Regions from separate parts of the Sus scrofa genome. Here regions 1 and 2 are each linked to region 3. Evidence: chromatin contacts called from public Hi-C data. All regions are on one chromosome and are shown on one strand. The core of a region is the stretch at or near the end of the contact, and the rest is flanking DNA. Distances in the headings are between cores, read along the strand shown.

The links. Hi-C and Micro-C count contacts between places; a contact is called where the count stands out from the background.
Region 1: a Hi-C map of liver shows a contact between it and region 3, with 6 times the contacts expected there. The contact joins the promoter of FAM120A here to the promoter of CARD19 in region 3. A contact is called at or near these places in 1 of 5 promoter capture datasets (liver), 2 of 47 Hi-C or Micro-C datasets (both in liver) and 1 of 2 datasets of contacts at active chromatin or transcription factors (alveolar macrophages).
Region 2: a contact with region 3 is called in a Hi-C map of liver, with 2.5 times the contacts expected there. The contact joins the promoter of FGD3 here to the promoter of CARD19 in region 3. A contact is called at or near these places in 2 of 5 promoter capture datasets (fetal liver and liver) and 2 of 47 Hi-C or Micro-C datasets (both in liver).

The regions. Positions count from the first base shown.
Region 1 is chr3:42,859,366-42,863,765 of Sscrofa11.1, forward strand. It overlaps FAM120A (constitutive coactivator of PPAR-gamma-like protein 1), which reads left to right and starts at 2,229. Exons shown (of 19, transcript XM_021088177.1): 1 at 2,229-2,766. The coding sequence starts at 2,293. LOC102158199 (a long non-coding RNA gene) reads right to left here and starts at 1,996. Exons shown (of 2, transcript XR_302257.2): 1 at 1,305-1,996; 2 at 1-102.
Region 2 is chr3:42,454,190-42,458,480 of Sscrofa11.1, forward strand. It overlaps FGD3 (FYVE, RhoGEF and PH domain-containing protein 3), which reads left to right and starts at 2,883. Exons shown (of 21, transcript XM_021088137.1): 1 at 2,883-4,291. BICD2 (protein bicaudal D homolog 2) reads right to left here and starts at 2,632. Exons shown (of 7, transcript XM_021088132.1): 1 at 2,221-2,632. The coding sequence starts at 2,460.
Region 3 is chr3:42,631,243-42,635,108 of Sscrofa11.1, forward strand. It overlaps CARD19 (caspase recruitment domain family member 19), which reads left to right and starts at 2,274. Exons shown (of 6, transcript NM_001244277.1): 1 at 2,274-2,400. The coding sequence starts at 2,394.

The DNA of each region.
Region 1 (4,400 bases), core at 979-3,478, 230 kb after region 3:
TTCAGGGATAGAGAGTATGGAGGCTTCTTGGAACCTATATGGGTGCAGGCTTCAGTCGGCTCTGCACCTGCTGTATGCGGCTGCTCCTTTACAGAGGTTTTTCTAGAAAAAAGAACACATACGATTGGAGGTAAGTAAAAACACTACTTCCAAACTCCTAAGAGTTCTGAGTTTATAAATACTTCATTTTATGAGACATTAATCTTTTTTTTTAAACATCTTATTGAAGCATATTATAGTATTAAACTCATTTAAAAAACCAGTACTGTAGTTCCCATTGTGGCTCAGCGGAAATGAATCTGACTAGTATCCCTGAGGACGCAGGTTTGATCCCTGGCCTTTCTCAGCAGGTTAAGGATCCAGTGTTGCCATGGGCTGTGATGTAGGTCACAGACGCGGCTCGGATCTGGGGTGGCTGTGGCTGTGGTCAGTAACTACAGCTCCAATTTGACTCCTAGCCTGGGAAGCTCCACATACTGCAGGAGGAGCCCTAAAAAGACAAAAAAAAAAAAAAATAAATAAATAAAAATAAAAAAAAAAAAGAAAGCAATTACTGCAGAACTCTGGGACAGAAGTCATGAAAGTATCTCCTTCCAGAAGATGCTCCTAGAGCAAGGCTTTAAACTTAGGAGTGACCACACAACCTCAGGACAGCAAGAATTAGGGAAAATAGGCATTTCACAGTTGGAACTAAATAGCAAGGAGGCATTTCGCAGGCTGTAACAGACCTATTGCTTTTAAAGTCTCCTCAGTGATTATCTGACACTAAGGCCACTGGTCTACTACATTATAGAGTGTCTGCTATTTCAGGGTCTGGTCCATGAAACCTGTCACTGGTGGGAAAATGATAAAGGGGAGCCTCAGGTAGTGAAACCACTTTGAGGGGGTCAGAGTCAGAACTACCTGTTAAGGAACTCTATCTACTCCCTAAAAGGGAGCTCCAGTGAGGGTCTCCGCTTACAACGCAGCCCTATTTCTCCCAGAAAAGCAGTAATCCCAGCGAGTCGTGGGGTCAATCTGCCACCTTTCTAACTTTCTCAGAATTAGGACTCCACTCCTTATGAACAACTGCAAGTCTGGAGAGTTATTTTCTAAGTTAATTAAAGATACCAATGCGATTAAAGCTGAGAGAGCAGGAGATCATTTCTAAAACTTGGTGACTACACCCAGCACACAGTCTAGTTCCTTTCTCCATTTGGGACAAATGGCTTCTGCTCACCATCCTCCCTCCCAGATGCACCCCGACGTCTACTGCCTGCCTACTCTTCAGTCTGCAGCCACCTCCGCCAGGGCACCGGTCCCACCTTTGGGTGACTGCCCCTGGGACCAGGACGAGACTCTTGGGGTGGCCACACCCCAGGGATGAGACCTCCTCTGGTGACCGTCTCTCAAGGGACTGGATGTGGCTTCCTTGAGGGGATGATACCCCAAGGTCAGGCTGAGGTCTCCTCGGGGTGACCAGCTCCTGGGGATGGACGCGGATTCCTCAGGTGACTGACTCCTGGAGACGGGAAGGGGCCTTCTCTGGGTGACCAGTCCACGGGGGCGCGAGAGGGCCTCCTTGGAATGACCGGCGCAGGGGATGACAATGGGGCTTTCTTATGGCCATCGGCGACGGGCCGGGCCTCCTCCTCGAGGCGACCAGCTTTCAGGATGAGAACTCTTCAGGGTGATCGGATCCCGAGGACACAACGTGGCCTCCTCGGGGTGAGCGGTTCGCAGCGGGGCCGGGAAAGGGATTGTCCGACTGGCTTCCGCGGACAAGACCGTCTGGGGTGACCGTACCCCAGGGATGCGAGGAGGCTTCCCCGGTGACAGCTCTAGGGGTCATAAAGCGGAGGAGGTGAGGCCGCCGCCCCGAGGCCTCCCGGAAGCTCGCGCAGACCCCGCGCACCGCCTGGGCCGGGCGCCCCTCCCGCGGGCCGGGGATCGTGTGGGTAGGGGTCTCAGGCTCCGGCTGCCCGCCCCGCCCCGCGGCACCGCCTCTTCCGCCGGCCCGCGGACGTCAGCCGTCGCCGCCCCGCCCCGCCCCGCCCCGCCGCTGCCGCCGCCGCCGCCCGCGCGAGGCCGCCTCCGCCTGGCCTGGGCCTGGAGCGGCGCACGGCGCAGGTCCCTCCCCGCCATGGCCCTGGGAGGCGGCAGCACATGGCGGCCGCAGCGGCCATGAGCGCGCCCGCGGCCCGGCCCGGCCCCCCCTAGAGCCCGCCCCCGGCCCCGGCCCCGGCTCGCGCCACGGCCCCGCCGCCCCCGGCCCCGCCGCCCCGCCGCCCCGCGCCCGCCGCCGCCGCCGCCATGGGCGTGCAGGGCTTCCAGGACTACATCGAGAAGCACTGCCCGAGCGCCGTGGTGCCGGTGGAGCTGCAGAAGCTGGCCCGGGGCAGCCTGGTGGGCGGCGGGCGGCAGCGGCCCCCGCACACGCCGCTGCGCCTGCTGGTGGACGCCGACAACTGCCTGCACCGCCTCTACGGCGGCTTCTACACCGACTGGGTGAGCGGCGGCCAGTGGAACCACATGCTCGGCTACCTGGCCGCGCTAGCCAAGGCCTGCTTCGGCGGCAACATCGAGCTCTTCGTCTTCTTCAACGGCGCGCTCGAGAAGGCGCGGCTGCACGAATGGGTCAAGCGGCAGGGCAACGAGCGCCAGACGGCGCAGCAGATCGTCAGCCATGTCCAGAACAAGGGCACCCCGCCGCCCAAGGTCTGGTTCCTGCCACCCGTCTGCATGGCGCACTGCATCCGCCTGGCGCTCATCCGCTTCCACGTCAAGGTGCGGCCCGCTGAGAGGGCGGGCGGGCTGGCCGGGGTCGGTAGGGGCCGACGGGCCGGCCAGGGGCAGGGTTGGAAGCCCGGGCCGGCCGGGGTCGCTTCAATTCAGGGTCAGGGTGGGCCGGGATCTGGAGTCCGCGGTCAGAGTTGGACTGGAGTCTGGAGTGGGCGGGTGGTCTGGGGTCCGGGCCTGGGTCTGAGTCTGGAGCCCGGGGCCGAGTCCGAGTCTGGAATCTGCGTTTGGGCCGGGGTTGGGATCTGGGGTCTCTGCGGGCCAGGAGCTGAAGTTGGAGCCGGGCTGGGGCCGGGGCCCCGGTGGGGGTCTGGGCCCCGGGGACCGCAGGTTCCTCTCCCCTCCTGGTCTGTCTGACGGACCTGCTGCAAAATGGACGCGCGGCCTGGAGTCCGGCCGGCGGCTGCGAGTGCCCGGGATCTGGGGGCCTGGGTTGCCCCAGGCGGTAGCTGCAAGCTCGGAGGGCACAGTGCCGCCCTTGCTGAGATCCCGCGTATTCCTCCACTCTTTAAAGCTCCTAACGTCAACTTTCATGAGACATTCGTTTTCGAATTTCGCAAGACTTGAACAGCAACAGGTTTTTTTGTGGGAGCAGGTGGGCTGGCTGGCAACAGGAAGGGGTCTCCATCCATTGAGGGTGGATTGAAGTTCTGCCTACTGCGGTCACTCCGGCTCAGCTGGGGGCAGTGACCTGGGCAAGGCCTGAGGAATTGGTCTCTTCTTGAGAACTCAGGCCTGGGTCCAGGTTCCCTGTAAGATGGTAGTTTTTCGAGAAATTGGTTTTTGTGTGCATTAGATTTCAAAGAGCCATAAAGTTTGACATGGAATTCTGTTAGTTCTGTACTGAGAGTCTGCGTGAAAAAGTCTTTGGTTCTGTGTATGTGATGTGAAACGAGTAGCTTAAAAGTCAGGGCGAAGAGAATGTGAATCAGAGTTTCCAGGATTTATTTCTCTGCACAGTGAAGAGTCTGCCACTTTGGGCTGTGCACTCAGGTAATCAGAGCTTCGACTGTCCAGCACTCTGCTGTCCATTTGGCAGAAGGCTCCTCCCTGAACTCAGGCCAAGGAGTGCTTCAGGACCCAGCAGTGATGGCAGAGATTACATGCAAATCAATGACCCTTGACTTGAGTTTCGATTGCTTCCTTTTCCACAGTGGTTCTTTTAAAAATTTTGGGGGGGGCTGTTTTGGTTTTCTGACTGCTGCCACTCTGCCTTCCAATGTGTTTGTCCTTCCTTTATTTCTGCTTGAAACTGTGCCTGATCCCAAAGTTTGTGAAATTCGAACTTCCTGACTGCTCTGCCTGTGCTGAGATGGTGGGGGTTAAGCCTAAAGTGATAGCGGAAGTCCCACCCGCCTCCTGTTGCAATTGGTGACAGGGCTGCTAAGTCTGCCGGTTGAGGCTGCTGCGAGAGCGTGGATTGGCCTGTGAGTGTGGCAGAGACCTAGCCTGCGTCCCTGGGGAAGTTCGGGTGAGAGCCGGGGACTGCCGCTGCTCTGCCCTGGAGCCTGTGCTCCCTGGAAAGTAAAACAGTACTGATTCCCAGGTGTGGTCCACCTTCAGATGATACCTTAAGAGGGTTAACAGTTGTCCAGAGATGGAAATTACTATTGAAAAGACTA
Region 2 (4,291 bases), core at 1,633-4,132, 180 kb before region 3:
AAAAGACAAAAAAAAAATTAAAAATAAAATAAAAAAATAAAAAAGATATTGGTTAAATCTTGATTTTTCAAATAAGAAACAATACTTTCAAGAATAATATTAGAAAAAATTAGAGAGGTTGACAAGGGTTTGAGTAAACTGGTACAAGCTTTCCTTAAACATCTACCAAGACTGTGATGCACCTTCCTGTAGCTTCTGCTGGGATTTCCAGCTGAACGGTTCTTATCCTACCTGCCACAGAGGAAACCAAAGTTCAGGAAAGTGGGATGTGTCCAAGGCCATGTAGCCAGTGTGTGAGGGAGCCAGGAGGTAACATCAAAAGAAGCAAGCAGACACCTGAAGAACACCTGTGCAAACTGATACAGTGTCTTCCCAATCCCCCTGGGGACCCACCCTCCAGACACACCCTACAAAACTGAGTCAAGATTCTTGCACCAGCCAAATGTGTGTAACAGTAAAGAGCTGACAACTGAAAGATTCCTAAGCAGGAGTAGCTAGCTCTGTGTGCAATCTTCCCTTCTGGTCTATTCTTACAGGGGATACCAAGTCAAGCTTGTGAACACAGAAGAGGACTGTGCATGCTGCCTGTGGGGGCTTGCTATGCACTCTGGGGGTGGAGGTGGGGGGGGGCTGGGTTCACCAAGGAGCTGCAGAGGGGGTGAGCCTAGGGTGCTCCCACTCCATAGTCTCAAGATCCCCTCAGCCCCCCTTCTTGGGCGCATTCCCCTACTTCACACACCAAGATGAGGCCCCTGCTGGAGAGGCCAAATGTCGCCCCTCTTGAAGATCTCAGAGGAGGCACCAATATAGGACCTGGGGTCCATGAGCTCCCTCACCCCCACTCCCATACCACATCAGTCTTCTACGGGTACTAACCGGGCACCTGTTCGAACAGGCATAGATTTAAATACCTTCATGAATTAATTCCCCTGCTATCAGAAGGGGACCAACTGGTCTCCCTCATGAAGCATGGAGGCTCAGAACAGTCCAGGCACCTGCCTAGAGCCACTGGAGTGGGGTGCTGGGAAGTGGGCAGCTAGGGAAGCAGCAAGCATGGTGGATCCTGAGGCCAAGGGGCCAAGGGTCCCTCTGGAAAAGGGAATTGTCAAGTGGGGCAGGGGCAGGCTCTCACAGAAACTGACAGGCTAGATGCCTGACACCTTGCCCGGACTTTTCAAATATCCCTCAGACCAACCCCTTCTGGGTGGGATGCTACAGAGCAAGACACTAAGGCCCCTGCTCACAGCCACACCTCCAGGAAGGGAAAAGGTTTCGGTCCAAACCTAGGTGTTTCACTCAGAAAGCAACTTCTTCCTCCCCACCTCCACAACAAGGCTGGGGAGTCAGGGAGGACTGGGAGAGAAAAGGATGTTTAAATCACCCATGAGAATTACTTTGTGGGAAGGCTGCCTAGCTCTCTGGCTGCAAGATTCTCTGGCCACCTTGGGATCCACCTTGCAGATCTCCCAAGTGTATATCGCACAGGAGACACAAGGCTCTATCAATGACAAGCATCCACAGACCTGTCACCCAATTGCAAGGAAGGGCCTGAGAAGGCAGCCAGGACAGGAAGTGGACAAAGGAAGCACTGTATCCCAGAGAAGTAACTAGTGGGGAGGTCAGAGAGAGCTGAGCACGGGGAGGGACAGTGGGGTAGTCCAGGCAGTGGCCACATGCAAAGCAAGCCCCCGACTTGGCCCTGGTATGGCCTCACAGCGTTCACGGAAGACTGTGAGACCGCTGAAGGCGGCTGAGTCCAGATGAAAGAAGTAATGTGCCTGTCCTTCCCCAGGCGGTCACCTGTGTCCATCCCATGCCCCCACCCAGAAAGCCAAATACCGCAAAGGACGCCACCCCACCGTGCCCAAGACCTGGCATCAGGAGCCTGTAGACAGGCTGGCCACACGGCCCCACAGCAGCCCTTGCCACAGAGACCAGAATTTCTACAGCGCGCACTGCCCACCACATCTGGGGCCCGCCCCCCACAGCAGCGCAGCCTCCGACCCAGGGCGCCCCAGTGCTGGCCTGAAAGGCCTGGGATATGAGGTCGGTTCGGGGGTCCGCCTGTCCCGGGGTCGAGGTCAGTTTGGCCTGGGTCGGAGGACAGCTCTGGGGTCGGCGCTGACGTCTGTCTGACCCGGGGGTGAGGAGTCCGGGTCGGGTGTGGGGATTGGCCGGGGTGGGGGCGCGGAGGGCGTGGCGGCGGCCGCCCTTCCTTACCTCCTTGAGCTGCTCCATCTCGCTGCGGATAGCCTCATAGTCCACCTCAAGCTCCTCAAACTGTAGTTTTAGCTGATGCTTCTCCTCAAGCACTGCCAGCCCGTACTCGGCCGCCTGGATCTTCTCACGCGTGGTTTCGGCCAGCTCGTGCGACAGCCGCTTCACCTCTGCGCGCAGCCACTCCGGCTGCGCCTCCATCACGAGCCGCGCGTACTCCTCCTCTTCGGACGACGCGGACATGGTGGCCACGGCCGGGGTCGTGCCACTCCCTCCGAGGCTCAAGCCCGGCTCCCGCCCGCCGCCCCTGGAACCGCCGCCGCCGCCACCCAGCCCGACGGCGCCCGGGCCACCGCCGCTGCCGCCGCCGCCGCCACCACCACGCAGCCGCAGTAAGCTCGCTGTCGCGCGGGGCACTGTGGGGACCACAGTCCCGCCCGCGGGAACTACAAGACCCGACGTGCTTCACGCGCAGTCTTCTCCCGCCCGTGATTGGCCTGCGCCCTGTCCCGGGCCGCCCCGTCCCATGCTGTCGCCTCCGCAGCCGCCGCGCGGGGCAATGTGGGGTACGTAGTCCCGCTCGCCCACCGACTACAAGACCCGTCGTACCCTACGACCGCCAGCCCTCGCCCGCGATTGGCCTGCGCAGCTGCCGTCGCAAGGCCGGAAACTGATATTTTTCCGGTGCCCCCAGCGGTACTTACGAGGCTAGGGTCGGCGGTGCGCTGGGTGGCCGGGGTGGCCGTGGACTGCGCTGAGCGGTGGGTGGGTGGAGCCGGGCACGGTGCTAACCGCCGTGAGTGGAACGCCCGGCGCGGCGGGGGCACCGCGGGCGGGGTGGCTGTGAGGACAGTAATCCGGTGGCTCAGACAGGCGAGGCCAGCCTAGCCCAGGACGTATTTAGTGGAAGATATGGTCAAACCGCTAGCAGTAGAGCCCACCTTCGCCTCAAATAAGTACGAAACGCCTCCTGCTTGTTTTCTAAGAATTAGGCATTTCCATGCGCCCTAGGATTATCCAGGTCACTGCAGTGGCCTCGAATCAGAGACGCGTGGCCAGCCAGCGTCGCGTCCCTGCCCTACCCTTGTAGCATGGGTTCTAGTTAAGTCCTTACTCTCGCTCAGGCTGGGAGACTTTCTCCCTCTTTGTCTCTTTGACCTTGATCTTTCTGAGGCATGCAAGCCATAAGTGTACACACCGATGCATCCCCATGGTTAGATTAGGTTATGCACTTTGGCAGGAGCATCAGGGTGCTAAATTCGCAGAATCCTGTCAGGAGGCAAGGGTATTCCTTTGTTATTACTATCCTATGAGAAGGCAGTTTAGATTTTGCAACTATCCCGTCACTCCTCAAGCTCTTGAAATTTTTATTGAGGTATTCTTGATTTATGATACATGAGTAAGGTGTACAACACAATGATTCACTATTTTTAAAGATTGTGCTCCATTTATAGTTATTATAAAATATTGATTATATTCCCTATGCTGTACAATATATCCTTTTAGCTTAAGTATTTTATAATTTGTACCTCTTAATCCCTTACTCTTATTTTGCCCCTCTCGCCTTTCCCTCTCCTCACTGATAACTACTAGTTTGTTCTCTTTATCTCTTTATCTACTATTAAAAGTGATAACATATACTATTTGTCTGACTTATTTAGTATGATACACTAGGTTCATCCATGTTGTTGCAAATGGCAAAATTCCATTTTATATATATACACCACATAATCTTTATTATCTGTTAATGGACATTTAGGTTTCTGTAACTTGGCTATTGTAAATAATGCTGCTATGAATATTGGGGTGCATGTATCTTTTCAAATTAGTATTTTCCTTGGATATATATCCAGGAGTGGAATTAATGGATCATATGATGGTTCAATTTTTAGTTTTTTGAGGAACCTTCATACTGTTTTCCACAGTGGCTGCACCAACTTAACATTCCTACCAACAGTGTACAAGGGTTCTCTTCTCCATGTCCTCACCAACTTGTTATTTGTGGCCTTTTGATGATGGCCATTCTAGATGTGTGAGGTGATATCTCATTGTGGTTTTGATTTGCATTTTTTTG
Region 3 (3,866 bases), core at 1,024-3,523:
GTCAGTTTGCACCATGTCCGCACAGGGCCACCAACCACTGCCACCGCCCCCCATGGTGAGCCCTAAGGGAGTGCAGGGTGCAGACTCACAGGCTATTCCCCCCTGCAATCATAGCAAGCCCTCAGCCACTGCAGCTACTCCCAACAGTGCACCCTGAGGGGACTCGGGAGAGAAGGACAAGGATACAGGACCTAGACAGCTAAAGTGCTTATCAAAGGAATAGTTTCAATGAGCCCAGACTTCTGCAACTTCCAATACCAAGAAAAGTGCTAAATTAACTTACTAACTTGAGATATCTGAGGGAGTTCCCATTGTGGCTCAGCAGGTTACGAACCTGACTAGTATCCATGAGGATGCGGGTTCGATCCCTGGCCTCACTCAGTGGGTTAAGGATTTGGAGTTGCCCTGAGCTGTGGTGTATGTCACAGACACAGCTCTGATCTGGCATTGCTGTGGCTGTGGCATAGGCCAGCAGTTGCTGCTCCAATTCAACCCCTAGCCTGGGAACTTCTATATGCTTCAGGTACAGCCATAAAAAGCAAAAAACAACAACAACAACAACAAAACCTTGAGATATCTGATTTTTTTTAATTACCTGTAATCTTTTGATGTTCCAACTACCTGGTCTTTTTTGTGAAACTCCCATATACCTTGGCTCCTCCCCTACCTCTTCAGAGCAATCTCTCAGAGCTGAGAGGCTCCCTCCAGGCCTTGAAATCCTCAGAAAGTCCATTGAATAAAACATAATTCTCAACTTTTAGGTTGTGCATTTTTTCAGTTGACGGTTTCAAAGAGGTGAAGGGGGAGCCAGGAAATACAAGAGCTTTTGCTGAAAAAAGAAAAAAACGAAACACCCAAAGTAGTTGAACATCAAAAGATTACACCTCAAGTTAATGTGCTTTTCTACATTTGCGAAGATGCTAGAATCTCCCTCAATAAAAGTATTCCTTAGATATGCATCTTAATGATCCAGGGCCGGTAACTTGTTTTTCCTCTATCTTAAATTCCCCTCGGGTGGTGGTGGTGGCGTAGTGGCTAAAGACTTGACGGCGGGTAACTTTCATTATTTACTGGGATGATAGGTAACATTTTTTGTCCGCAAAGCCATGATCCAGGATGAAAGATGCAAAATAATGGAGGTGGGGGTCAGGCCATTCCACCAGTGGACAACAGGCCCCGTCCGGGAGGCCCCTAAGTGGCCTGTGCGCGGCTTGCAGAGGAAGGGCCTGGACTTGCACTAACGCACTGCCAAGTCAGGTTACCCGGACCTCCTACCCCGTTGTCTCAAGGTCTGAGGTAGCCTGGGGTAGGACGGGGCTGGGCTCTCAGTTAAGCCAGGCCAGGTTCACTCCCAGCGTTTGAGGAAGGGACGGTGCCCGTGTGGTGACCTCCTACGACTCGGCCCAAGAATTTTGGGGTTTCCAGCCGACAAATGCACCCATTCTCCAGTTTCCTCATTCCAGGAGTGGCGGCAATGGCATGGCAGACCGTGTCCAGAAACGCTTAGCGGGGTCCGGAGCTTGGCTACCCCCACCCTAGACCAAGACAGGGTGGAACAAGAGCGGGTCCAAGGTGGGGGGTCGGGGAGGAGTGAGGAGGAGACCCGCGAGGTTGCCCCAGAGGATCCGGCGAGGGCCGGGGCTCAGGATGCAGCGGCAAAGGACATGCGCCGAAAGGGGCGGGGCTAGACTGGGGGCGGGACCACGTGGGAAAAGGCGGGGTGCGGGAGGAACTCTGTGAGGGGCGGAGCTGAGGGCATCTCTTCCTGGCAAGAATGAGGCCCAAGGCTTCCTGGGCTCAGAGAGGGGCGGGATGCAGGACTGTGGCAGAGGCGTAGTGGCGCCAGCGGGGGTGGGCTCAGTGTGGGTGGGTTTAGAGCGCCAGCGGTGACAGAGCCAAGTCAGGGCCGCCCGGAAGGGCTGGCTCGGTGAGGGGCGGGGCCGAGGGCCCCTAGCGGCGTCCATTACCACGCCTTAGGAAGCGGGGCTGCGGGGGAGGTACGGCGTTTAGAACCCTTGAGGCGACGCCGCCGACGCCGTGGGCGGGGCCTAGTGGGAGGGGCGGGCTCAGTGCGGGGCGGGGCTAAGGGCTCCTAGCGGCGTCTGTTCCCACGCGCTAGGAAACCAGGCTGGAGGGAGCTGCGGCGTTTAGAGCCCTGGCGGCGATGGCGGCGATGGCGCCGACGCCGTGGGCGGGGCCTAACGGGAGAGGGCGGGCTAAGTGAGGGGCAGGGTTAGGACTTAGTCGCGATGATGCTGGGGGCGGGGCCCGCCGGGAAAGAGCGGGCCAGGGCGGGCGGCGGTCACCGGGGCTGACGGGCAGCGGACCGGACAACCAGACAGACAGACGGCGGCAGGGGGACGGGCCGGCTGGGTGCACGCTGTGCCGCCGCCATGACAGGTGAGCGCTGTCCGGGGTCGTGCCTGACAGGGACAGGCGCGCGGCCACGGTGGCCCGTAGGGTCCGGTGTCCCGATACCACCCCAGGGGAGGCCCCTCGCTGCGACGGGAGTGACCTTGCCCGTGACGGCGGGACCGCGGCAAAGCGGCGTGCAGCCTGGGGCCAGTTTCTTGGGGGACGAGGCCAGGCCAGGCTCTGGAGGGTTCTGGGCGACAGAGGCTGGGCCTGGGATGGTTCTGAGGGGTGAGGCCAGGGCATGCCGTGGAAGGTTCTAGTGAGTGGGGGCCAGGTCTTGGGTGGTGTCGGGAAGGCAGGGATCAGTGCATGTCTGTGGGTCAGGAGATTCTGGGCTGGGGATGTGGCCTGACAGTGGGAGGTTAAAGTCAAAGGTGTGCGAGGAATACTCTTTTAGGTTCTGGGTTCTACTATGTGCTCCTATCAGGAGATAATAGACTGAGAATGGCGTCAGGTGGTTCATTCCTGGGCAGTGGTTGGTAGTCAGGGGAATCTCTGGTACCTCCCATTCTGCACCCCTTGCCCAGTGGGGACAGGCCCAGGAGAATTGTGCACACGCTTTGCGCTCCATACTGGATTGTTTAAGGCCCTCCAGCATCTTTTTCCAGGACAGGGTCTCCAGCCCAGCAACCTACACCCCCCACCCCTACCCTCAATCCACTCTACCCCACCCAGGACCTCTCTGGACCTGCCCACTGCCTTCCTGACCCTAACTGAACAGGGTGGCCCTTTTCTGTAGACCTTCTCCTGTAGGAGAAGCTCCATGAAAATGACAGGCTGGTGACAGAGCCCATGACAGTGTGGTCAGGGAATGTGGTGGCTCCCAGAAGCGATACTTCATTTCAAGGGCCCCACTATTCTGCTTCATGAGGCAGAAGTCACCTAGGGGTAGCCCAGGGGGTCAGGGAGTTCCCAGAAGTCCCTGTTCTCTCCCCAACACTCACTGGAGACCCAGCCCAAGTCCTGCACACAAATAGGATTTCTTGGGCAGGAACCTGGTGATTTCCAGGACATCAGTGTCCCAGCCGAAGCCAGAAGGGACCCTAGCAGTTATGCACTCTGTTCTCATCTCCCTGAACCCTTTTTATCTGTGGCTGCTGTTTCTAAGTACAGTTGACCCTTGAACAACTGGAATTTCAACTGTGAGGATCCATTTGTATGTGGACTTTTTTTTTTTTTTGATAAATATGTTATACTACTACGTGATATGAGGTTAGTTGAATCCAAGGATATAGAATCTTGGATCCACAGGGCCGACTGTAAAGTTATGTATGGATATTCCATGCTCAGGGGTCTATGCCCCCACCTTCACCTTGTTCAGGGGTCTGTTGTACCTCCTGTGCACCTGGGCCTTTCTGTTCAGAACTGCTATATGGGGTAATGTGGAATAGCATCTCTGTTGTGTGGCTGAGGAAACCAAGGCTCAGACGGGGCAGGTGCCAAGCCCCAGG